Regions from separate parts of the Mus musculus genome. Here regions 1 and 2 are each linked to region 3. Evidence: chromatin contacts called from public Hi-C and promoter capture Hi-C data. All regions are on one chromosome and are shown on one strand. The core of a region is the stretch at or near the end of the contact, and the rest is flanking DNA. Distances in the headings are between cores, read along the strand shown.

Region 1 (3,198 bases), core at 73-2,572, 73 kb before region 3:
TGCTGCTTCCTCACGTTGTGTAAGGTCTAAAGATGGAAATGCGCATCTCCAGGCTGTGGTTATCCAGTCCAGGAGAAGGTGTACATCGCCTGGAGCAGTGCCTAGGACTCGCTCTAAAGCTTCATACACTGCTGGGTTTCTACTATATTCTTAATTTTCCTCACCTCTGACTCTGACAGCGTGACCGTGTCTATCCTTTTCCCCTGAGCTTTATCATAAAGGATGCATCCTCCATTCCATCTGGACGTATTCTTTTCTCGACTGACTTAGTTCTTGAGGAGTGTATGGTCTCATTTCTATTTGTTGCTCAAAATGCTCCTCATCATTGTTACCAAATATTGTGAATCTTGGAAGATGTCACTGGGAGGGATATGGCTGTCTTGCCCAGGCCCTGGGTTAGGACAGCATCTTTGAAAGGATTGTTTGCCACCCCCATTTCTTAGTTCCTCTACGGTTTTCATCAGTATTGCTTGCACTTCTTTACTAGCCGCATGCTCTAGAGTGGCTCTACTATTGGTGGACTTGTTAGAAGGACCTCAATCTTCACTTCTTTAAACCCAGCTTTCCTTTTGGCCTTATTCTTTGTTCCAAACCATTTCCTCTCTGTGCGATCCGTGGCATCTGGACTCACTTTCATGGCTTTGAAGCCAGTAAGTAGTTTCTTCATTCTAGTGTTACATACATTAGGGAGTATAGAACTTAAATTTTTTATATAACACCCAAAGTTAGTTTGGGGTGAGTTTCTTATTACTTTTTCCAATAATTTATCTGCCCTTCTCACCAGGCTTGTGGCCAACCAATCTTTCCTGGGTGGGTTTCCCTGCACCTTCTGCTCTTCCTACGGCATAGGCAGCAGTTGGCATCAGGTGTTGGTAACAGTAGTGATGAGTCCCTCACTTCTGGCTCTTCCTATGTCGTAGGCAGCAGCTGGCTTTGGAGTGATGGTCCCTTCTTTCACTATCTCCCTTAGAGCTCTGCCTAGTTCTGCTCCTGGACTGCAATTAATTTTGTATGACCAAAGGCTTGTTGCCAATTTGCTGAAATTTAGAATAATTAGGACTATTATGGTCCTTAGAGGGTTCATTTTTCTTCTCAGGGTTCCATCTTGAAGGTAGAATCCTGTCAACTATGCCAACTATCATGAGTCATGTCCAGCTTAAGGCTGGGAAGGACAGACAGAGTCTAGATCTCAAGGTTTATTCACTACAATAAGCATCAGTTCACAACATACACGTGGGGTAGCTGACTCAGAAGCAGGTGGCAGAGGGGCCTCACAGGCAAGGCTTGCAATCTGTCTGTTGTCTGTGTGTCTCAGGCAGGGACTCCTTACTCTGGATCCTCTTATCTCTGTGCAGCCAGGGTAGCAGTCAGTTGTGTTAGTCAGTGTTCTACTCCACCACTGGCATGGCCACCGGGGAGGTGAAATGCAGGGAGCTTGACTGCTTTTATCCCAAGCCCAGTGCTGGGCTTTAGAGAAGAGCCTAGACACCACTCCGACTCCGGGAGTGGGAGAATACAGTCTGAGATGTGGGAAGCCAAAGCTGGTATTTCCCAACCCCAAGACATCTAATCGCTGCTAGAGTGCCACACAGAGGAGCGGGAACCCACGACGAGGGGGAAGGGATGGGAACTTTGGCTTAGCTCATTGGCAAAGGTAGAAGCAGTTGCCTGGAAATGCAGAGAAGCCGAGGCTCTACAGGCAAAGGCTTTCTCCACGCTCCCCATGGTGGATGAAAGAGACAGTCCTCGGTTCCAAACTAGTTATTGGTTGTTCATTGTGGAAAATGGATGCGTACCACCTTCTCAGGGGGGACCAGAGATTAAATACCTTCTGCAAGGAGGAATATCCAGGAAGGGAAGCTTATTGACTAAACCCTCAGGGCCTCTAGGTACCTCATTAGCAAGTAGAGCTCTGTTCTGGGGCAATGTGACCACAGATCTGTTTCCTTATGTGGGAAGTGTGGCACGTTCCAGGCCAGGAATCTGGCAGGGAGCTGCCTACGGACTCAGGTGTGTACCCCGAGTTTCCGGAGACTCAGACCCACTCTACCGAGTTTCCTAGCAAGGTCCACTGTCCCACAAGTTGTTTTCTGGTTAGAGGGCAAGACAGCACAACACTCTTCACTGTCGAGCATCAAGGTCTCTGCCTGTCGGCTGCCAGCCTCTGCTTTCATTAGCTACAAGCTAGCATTACATCATTACATAGCACTTCATTCTTATCTGCTACACACAGAGCTGACATGAGCTGCAGAGCTGGCGTGAGCTGGCTGCTCATCCAACTTTTATCTCCTACACACAGCTGACATGAGCTAGCAGCTCCTTGATATAACATCCAACTCAGTCCTGTTCTTATTTCTTATTTACATTCTGTCTGCACACAGGGAGTCTCAGCTGTGGCTTCGGCTGGCTAGTTTGATGGCAACAAGCTAGTCATCTGAGAGGAAGACACCTCAACTGATAAAATGCCTCCATTGCGCTACAGGCAAGCCTGTAGGGCATTTTCTTAATTAATCATTGATAGAGGAGGGCGGGGCCCAGGCCATTGTGGGTGGGGCCATCCCTGGGCTGGTGGTCCTAGGTTCTATAAGAAAGTGGGCTGAGCAAGCACCAGGGAACAAACCAGTGAGCAGCACCCTTCCATGGCCTCCTCATCAGCTCCTGCCTCCAGGTTCCTGCCCTGTGTGAGTTCTACCCTTTGATGATGAACTGTGATATGGAACTGTCAGTGAAACAAACCCTTTCCTCCCCGCGTAGCTTGTGGTCATGGTGTTTCATCACAGCACAGGTGGGTTACCCTGCGGAGGGCACTGCCTGCTGCTCTCCAGGCCTTGCCTGGTCTACATCACACATTCCGTGCTTACCATTCTGTACAAAACAATTTTTCAATTCCCTTCGAATTTTTCTTTAAATTTCTAAATATTTAAGATTTCCTGGATATCTTTTAAGAAACTGATATCTATTTTGATTCTCATTTTCTTTTTATTATGTTGTGTGTTATGGTTTAATAAATGTTCTGCCTTGGTGAATGTATATATATATATGCATTTATGCAGTTACAAGATGTAATACTAAATATGACTGTCTTAGTGTAGGTTTTAGGATTACTCAAATCCTATCTTTGCTGAGATTTGTCTGCCCTTCAAACCCCTCCCCATCTGGGCTGAAGTGCTGACTGGCCTGCCCTTGTTCCATAATTGC
Region 2 (3,051 bases), core at 34-2,533, 110 kb after region 3:
ATAAAGCATGACACTTCCACCCTAGAGGGGAACACTGGCCTGAACACTCTGCTAGCATGGGGGCAGGGGTCGGGGGAGGGGTAGCCTAAGAATGAGTCTTGGTCAAACTGTGGTTTGGTTTATCATCTCAGGACTGGTCAGGGGTCACTGCTGCCTAAGCAACAGACAAGACTGTCCACACAAGATCTTTGTTTATCAGATTTGTAGTTTCTGGGATTCAAGGTAATGACACAGGAGGCTGACTAACAGCAAAATGAGCAGATTCAAAATAGAGACTGTTGGGCTGGCGAGATGGTTCAGTGGGTTAGAGCACTGACTGCTCTTCTGAAGTTCCTGAGTTCAAATCCCAGCAACCACATGGTGGCTCACAACCACCTGTAATGAGATCTGACGTCCTCTTCTGTTGTGTCTGAAGACAGCTACAGTGTACTTATTAATAATAATGAATAAATCTTTGGGACTGAGCAAATGGAGTTGACCTGAGTGGGGTGACCAGAGCAACCAGAGCAAGCACAGGTCCTAAAAATTCAATTCCCAACAACCATATGAAGGCTCACAACCAGCTGTACATGTACATACAATAAATAAATAAATCTTTTTTTAAAAAATAGAGACTGTTGCAGAAAATATTTAAAAAGGAACTAGCACAAACCCGAGCTAGTGCCAGCAACTCTCTGCCAAAGCAGCCTGGCCGGCCATGCACTGATGGGCAATGGGCGACCTGTTTTTATCTCATGGAGACTCTGACTCAGTGCTCCAAAATCTCTCCACCCAGCTCACTAAGTACCCACTGGCACTGGCAGTCACTACCAGGCCAATCCCGTGCTTCAAATCCCCCACGGCCTTTGTGGTGCACATCTGGCAAACACACCTTGCCCAGTACCTTTCTCTCTTGAACTCGGGCAAGTCACCACGTGAAGAAAAACACAGCACAAACTTAGTTCAGAAACGACGGTAACTCAATCATTGGGCACAGCAACTAAAATCCTAATCCTGTAAGTCTTATTAAATCTAAATCCTCTAGTGGCAAATCCTGATGGATCTGCCACTGAAACCAGGAGACATCTTGTCCTCACATTATCCCATCCAAAAGGACCTAACTCTCTCCTGCTTCCTCTCTTCCTCCATCCAACCTGGAAGTCCCGCCTACTCGCCCAGTGATAGATTCCTTTATTCATTAGGGAATTGGTTCACAAGAAGTCACTTAAGTATTTGACTCACTCCTTGTCTGCAACCCCTCCTAGGAGAGCAGAATTAGCATCAAAATACAAACAGTACCAGGCCCATCCTCAAGCGGAGGCAGAGATGCCAAATGTTTAATCCTGATTAGTTACGCATTAGACCTAAGTGGAGGCAGAGATGCCAAGTGGTAACCCATTAGACCTAAGTGGAAAGTTGGTGTCTTTAAGCAAATTCTCTCTCCAAGTCCTTGTTATAAACCCACACCACCTAGGCTCTGACTTCCCTCAGTGTCTTACAATATAATTCTAACTCTGTCCACAGAGAGCTCATCTCAACACTGCTCCTATTCGGATCATCATGAGCCCATATTTCTTACTTCTTACCAACTTGTTTTCCATAAGAAATTCCTATGGCTCCCACCTTCAGATATAAAAGTGTGTGAGAGCAGCTCACAGCACAGGATACAACACTGCTGGCAGGTTTATTATACAGGACGTAATTCAGGAATAGCAAGACTGGGAGATACATAATGAAAGCTAGAGGGAGGAGACTAGAATTTCCGGGCAAACAGCACCCCAGTGTAATCACTGCATCCCACAGTCCAGGGGTTTTTTTAGAGGTTCTGCCACAGACGCATGAATGGCCAAAATCTAATGTTGGCTTAAGTCAGTCCTTGCTTCCTGAAGAGACACTGAAATTCCACTCCTCCCATCCAACCTGGCTAGTTTCCCTGGCAACAAGCCCAAATGCTGTGGTCATTTCAGATCCTGGAAGGTACTTTTTATGAATAGCTATTTATTTGTTTTTCTTTTATGTCTATAAGCATTTGCCTACATGGATGACGTGTATCACATGTGCACAGTGCCCATGGAGGCCAGAAGAGAGTCAGATCCTCGAGAACTAGAGTTGCAGGCAGTTGTGTACCACAAGTGGGTGCTGGGAATTGAACCCAGGGCTTCAGGAAGAGCTGCTAGTGCTCTTAGAGCACTGAGCCATCTCCCCACCCCCAGCAGCTGTTTCTTGTCATTTAAGAAACTCAAGGGTTTCAGGAGCCCTATGCCAGAGTTGAAAAAGGCCAAATTCACGTTTTGTTATAAATTCTAACATCACAAATATGTAGTTTTAGCCGGTCGTGGTGGTGCATGCCTTTAATCCCAGCACTCGGGAGGCAGAGGCAGGTGGATTTCTGAGTTCGAGGCCAGCCTGGTCTACAGAGTGAGTTCCAGGACAGCCAGGGCTACACAGAGAACCTGTCTCGGAAAAAAAAAAAAAAGTAGTTTTAAATCATGATAAATGCTGTGAAGAATATTCAACAAGAAAGAGAATGAGGAGGTGGTAAGAAAGTGTTGTACTGAGTCGTTCAGCAAACCTCTCAGGAGAGCTCAGATGAGAGCATGAGACAGAAGAGCTGAGCCAGAGGCCCTGGAAGGAAGCATGCACAGTCTGCTGGGGCAGAAAGAAAAGAAATCCAAGTGCTGGGATCAAAGGCGTGCGCTACCACGCCGGACCAGGGCATTTTCTTGATATGGGAATGCCAGCCCACGGTGGGCAAGGCCACAGCAGGACAAGTGGTCCTAGTGCAAGGCAAGTGGTGTAAGAAAGCAGGCCACAGAGAGCAGCCAGCATGCAGTGCTCTTCCGTGGCTTCTGCTTCAGTTCCTGCCTCACGAGGACTGTAAGCTGTGAGATACACTAAACCCTTTCCTCCAGAGTTGCTCCTAGTCTTGGTGCTTATCACAGCAATAGAAAGCAAACTGAGACGTGGGGAGTATGCCTTGGAAGTCTGGATTTCCAGTTGAGGTCAAGAGAAAACAGTGGTTGTGACCAGAGCATCATAGATGGATACCTCCTTAGCACCACAGTCATAGAG
Region 3 (2,911 bases), core at 163-2,662:
GACTAGCATTTATTCCTGCACAGAGCTCTAATCTTCATACTGCTGACAGCTGGGAGTCCATTTTATTCCCTCTGGGCCATCTTTCCCACTATTTCCACCCCAGAAGCAAAAACTCTTAATGTTTAGAAGCAAATAGTACTGCAGGTAATAGCAGTACTCTTCCTTTAAGAAAGTGAAACATTTTCTCTGATTTCAAAACCAGAAGCAGCGTCAGATGTGTCTCCTGAGCCTGAATGAGGAAGGGAAAAATAACTCCTTACCTTAGAAGGTGGCTCATGCTGCCCTTCACTCTCGAAGGGGCTCAACAGAACCCTAACCTCTAACGGAAAGAAAACTACAACACAGGGAACTTGTTTACAAGAGCCCACAAGCCTATTTTTCCTCTAAAATGTCCTTTACCAGGCACAGTGGCTTATGTCCATAAATGCCAATACTTAGGGTCCTAGAGCACAAATATTCTCTGGGCCAGTATGACAATCTGTCTCAATAATCTAATAATCTTTTAAAAAGATTTATTTCTTCTATATGAGTGCACTGTTGCTATCTCCAGACAACACCAGAGGAGGGCATCAGATCTCATTACAGATGGTTGTGAGCCACCATGTGGTTGCTGAGAATTTAACTCGGGAACTCTAGAAGAGCTGTCAGTACTCTTAACCACTGAGTCATCTCTCCAACCATGATATTTACTTTTAATTGGTGTCTCAATCAGTCACCTCTTAAACAGGGAGGACTCCTGGGTGCTCGCTAAACACCTATACCCGGTCTTAGGAATTCCAAATCACGATTCCTAAATCATTGCTTATAAGTCACCTTGCTTAAGTGCTAATCCAGTGGCTCAGATTTCTCCCAGGACCCAAAACCCAGACAGGCTGGGTCTGTGTCAGCAGTAGGGTAATCCAGGTCCTGTAGGCAGAGGTCCCTGCTGGACTCGGTTGCAGGTATCCGCCTGAATATACCCTCAAACCTTAAAACAAATGAGCACAAAACAAAAAGCCCAGCCTTTGTGCCAAGCAGCAATTAAAGGACACGTGCGGCGGCGAGGACGCGCCTGCGTGGGCGAAATCACCCCTGCCCTTGCTGACACTGGGATTATCCTGCCTCCTGCTACTTTCCGAGCTCTGATCTCATTCGCTTCCTAAATAGTCGATGTCCCCGTCATCGGAGTCCTGGGCGGGCGGGAAGCCCCGAGTGTGCCCAGGACCCGGGCTGTCCGGACGCCGCGCCTCCATCCGAGAGGGGACAAATCCGGGCAGCGCAAGGCTGATCGCCTGTCCCACACAGAAGGGACGCGTATGGGCAGGGACCCGCGCCACGGGCGAGCGCCGTGAAAATCGCCAAGACCACGTGGCGTGGTCCTGGGACTCGCAATGGGGAGAGTACTTACCAGGAGCGCGCCGCGGCGGAAGAGCTGGGCGCCAGGGCGGGACCGAGTTTAAAACCGACCGGACATTGAGCACCGGGGCTCAGCCAACCAGAGTGGCCCAGCGCCCCTCCTGCCCGCCCCTTCCCCCGTTCCCGCCTGACTCCAGCGCCGGCCCTCACGCGCCCCCTGGCGGCACCAGAGCCACTGGCCCCGCCCGCTTCCCCAAAAAGACTTAAACTATGTCTGTCTGTGATATTTGCATGTGCTCAAAATGCCAGACATAGGTGTCAGCTTCCCTGGAGCTGGACTCACAGACAGCTGTGAGCCTCCTAAATTGAATGCTGGGAACTAAATTCAGGTCCTCTACAAGAACAGAACACTGTTTAAGCGGCAAACCATCTCTCTAGCCATGTAAAAACAAAACGTAAACCAACCAAACAGACCAAAACATCCGCCATTAAATTCCTGCTACATCCTGCCACAAGTAAGCCACCTTTTATTTCTCCTTATAGCAACAGCCCTCAAAAGAGTTGCCTACTCTTTGTGTGCTCTTGGTATGTTAAGCGTCACAGGCCACTGAGGAACTGAAAAGTAAGACACCACCATGGTACCACTTACACACTTATCAAAACGCCTGCACCCCAGACCCCACTCATCCATTGCTTGTGGGAACGCAAGAGGAGAATTCAGAAGACAGTGGTGTAAGAAGGAACCAACTGAAGCCATTTGGAACAGGCCTTAACTCAAAGTTTAAGTTCCCAAGACCTCCCTGGGTAACTGACTTCCTGCTTGGTGAGTAGAAGCATGGATGCTAGGTGAGTGCACTTCAACATGAACGCTGCAGTTGAGTCCTGTAGGAACAGAGTAAGTGCACCACAAAGACGTGCTCTTAAGGAAGTCCCCTACCCCTAAGTCCTGATTGGTGGGATAACTTAGCACAGACGTTTATGGATTTCAAGCTTAAAAGCCCCGTACCATTCTGGCTTGGGGTTGCAGTTCAGTTCCTGAGTCTCTTCTATGGCCCTGATTGATCAGCAGCAGCCCGAGTGCAATACATCTTTGTCATCTGCTTAAATACTTACTAAGATGTTCGAAGACGCAGTCAGACGGAGTCTGTGCTGCTGTTCCTAACTGGTTGATTTTTGCTGCCTAATTCAAATAAAGATCTTGCTTTGGGGGGACTCTTGAACCTGCTCGGGTTGTTTTGGATTTTTAGACCCCAACACAAGAACATATCTATAGGCACCTTAAACTGTTTCTCTATTTGTTTCTCAGTATGTGTACGTGAGTGTCTTTGTGTTTGTGCTCGTGTTGCCCATGCACGTGGAGGTCACAGGTTGGTGTTTCTTTCCCTCAATTATTCTCCACATTATTTTTTGAGACAAGTTCTATCACTGGGCGTCACTGACTCAGCTAGACTCTTCACTAGTCCTCCCCGCCCTGCAGAGGTCTCTGCAGCCTGCATGGGCATCAGAGAGAGGAGCCTTGGGAGGTGAGGATACAAGGCAGGTCAGCTCCACAGGGCTCAGTGGTCAGCGCTGACAA

What was found. Promoter capture Hi-C pulls out the DNA fragments that hold promoters and counts their contacts. Hi-C and Micro-C count contacts between places; a contact is called where the count stands out from the background.
Region 1: a Hi-C map of the G1E-ER4 cell line shows a contact between it and region 3, with 2.0 times the contacts expected there. The contact joins the enhancer-like site here to the promoter of 2700038G22Rik in region 3. A contact is called at or near these places in 5 of 39 promoter capture datasets (the 3T3-L1 cell line, the HPC-7 cell line, embryonic stem cells and 2 more), 4 of 484 Hi-C or Micro-C datasets (the G1E-ER4 cell line, bone marrow-derived macrophages and nephron progenitors), 3 of 115 datasets of contacts at active chromatin or transcription factors (bone marrow-derived macrophages and embryonic stem cells) and 1 of 9 other capture datasets (adipose tissue).
Region 2: a contact with region 3 is called in a promoter capture Hi-C map of embryonic stem cells, with 5 times the contacts expected there. The contact joins the enhancer-like site here to the promoter of 2700038G22Rik in region 3. A contact is called at or near these places in 3 of 39 promoter capture datasets (all in embryonic stem cells), 1 of 15 datasets of contacts at CTCF or cohesin (the NIH/3T3 cell line), 1 of 484 Hi-C or Micro-C datasets (embryonic stem cells), 3 of 115 datasets of contacts at active chromatin or transcription factors (all in embryonic stem cells) and 2 of 9 other capture datasets (adipose tissue and liver).

What each region holds. Positions count from the first base shown.
Region 1 is chr5:23,922,080-23,925,277 of GRCm38.p6, reverse strand. It overlaps a transcript of Fam126a not described here. Among named protein-coding and RNA genes, the nearest start is that of Gm42228, 71 kb to the right of the region's middle. Within about 2 kb of position 1,322, at least 46 of the 459 cell types and tissues checked have an H3K27ac peak or open chromatin away from gene starts, as enhancers often do. A contact at or near this core is called in the G1E-ER4 cell line and the HPC-7 cell line, where this site is marked.
Region 2 is chr5:23,735,428-23,738,478 of GRCm38.p6, reverse strand. No RefSeq gene overlaps it. Among named protein-coding and RNA genes, the nearest start is that of AI506816, 24 kb to the right of the region's middle. Within about 2 kb of position 1,283, at least 13 of the 459 cell types and tissues checked have an H3K27ac peak or open chromatin away from gene starts, as enhancers often do. A contact at or near this core is called in embryonic stem cells, where this site is marked.
Region 3 is chr5:23,849,098-23,852,008 of GRCm38.p6, reverse strand. 2700038G22Rik (RIKEN cDNA 2700038G22 gene) reads right to left here and starts at 1,412. Exons shown (of 4, transcript NR_045042.1): 1 at 1,388-1,412. It overlaps Gm42228 (a long non-coding RNA gene), which reads left to right. Exons shown (of 2, transcript XR_880875.3): 2 at 1,879-2,555.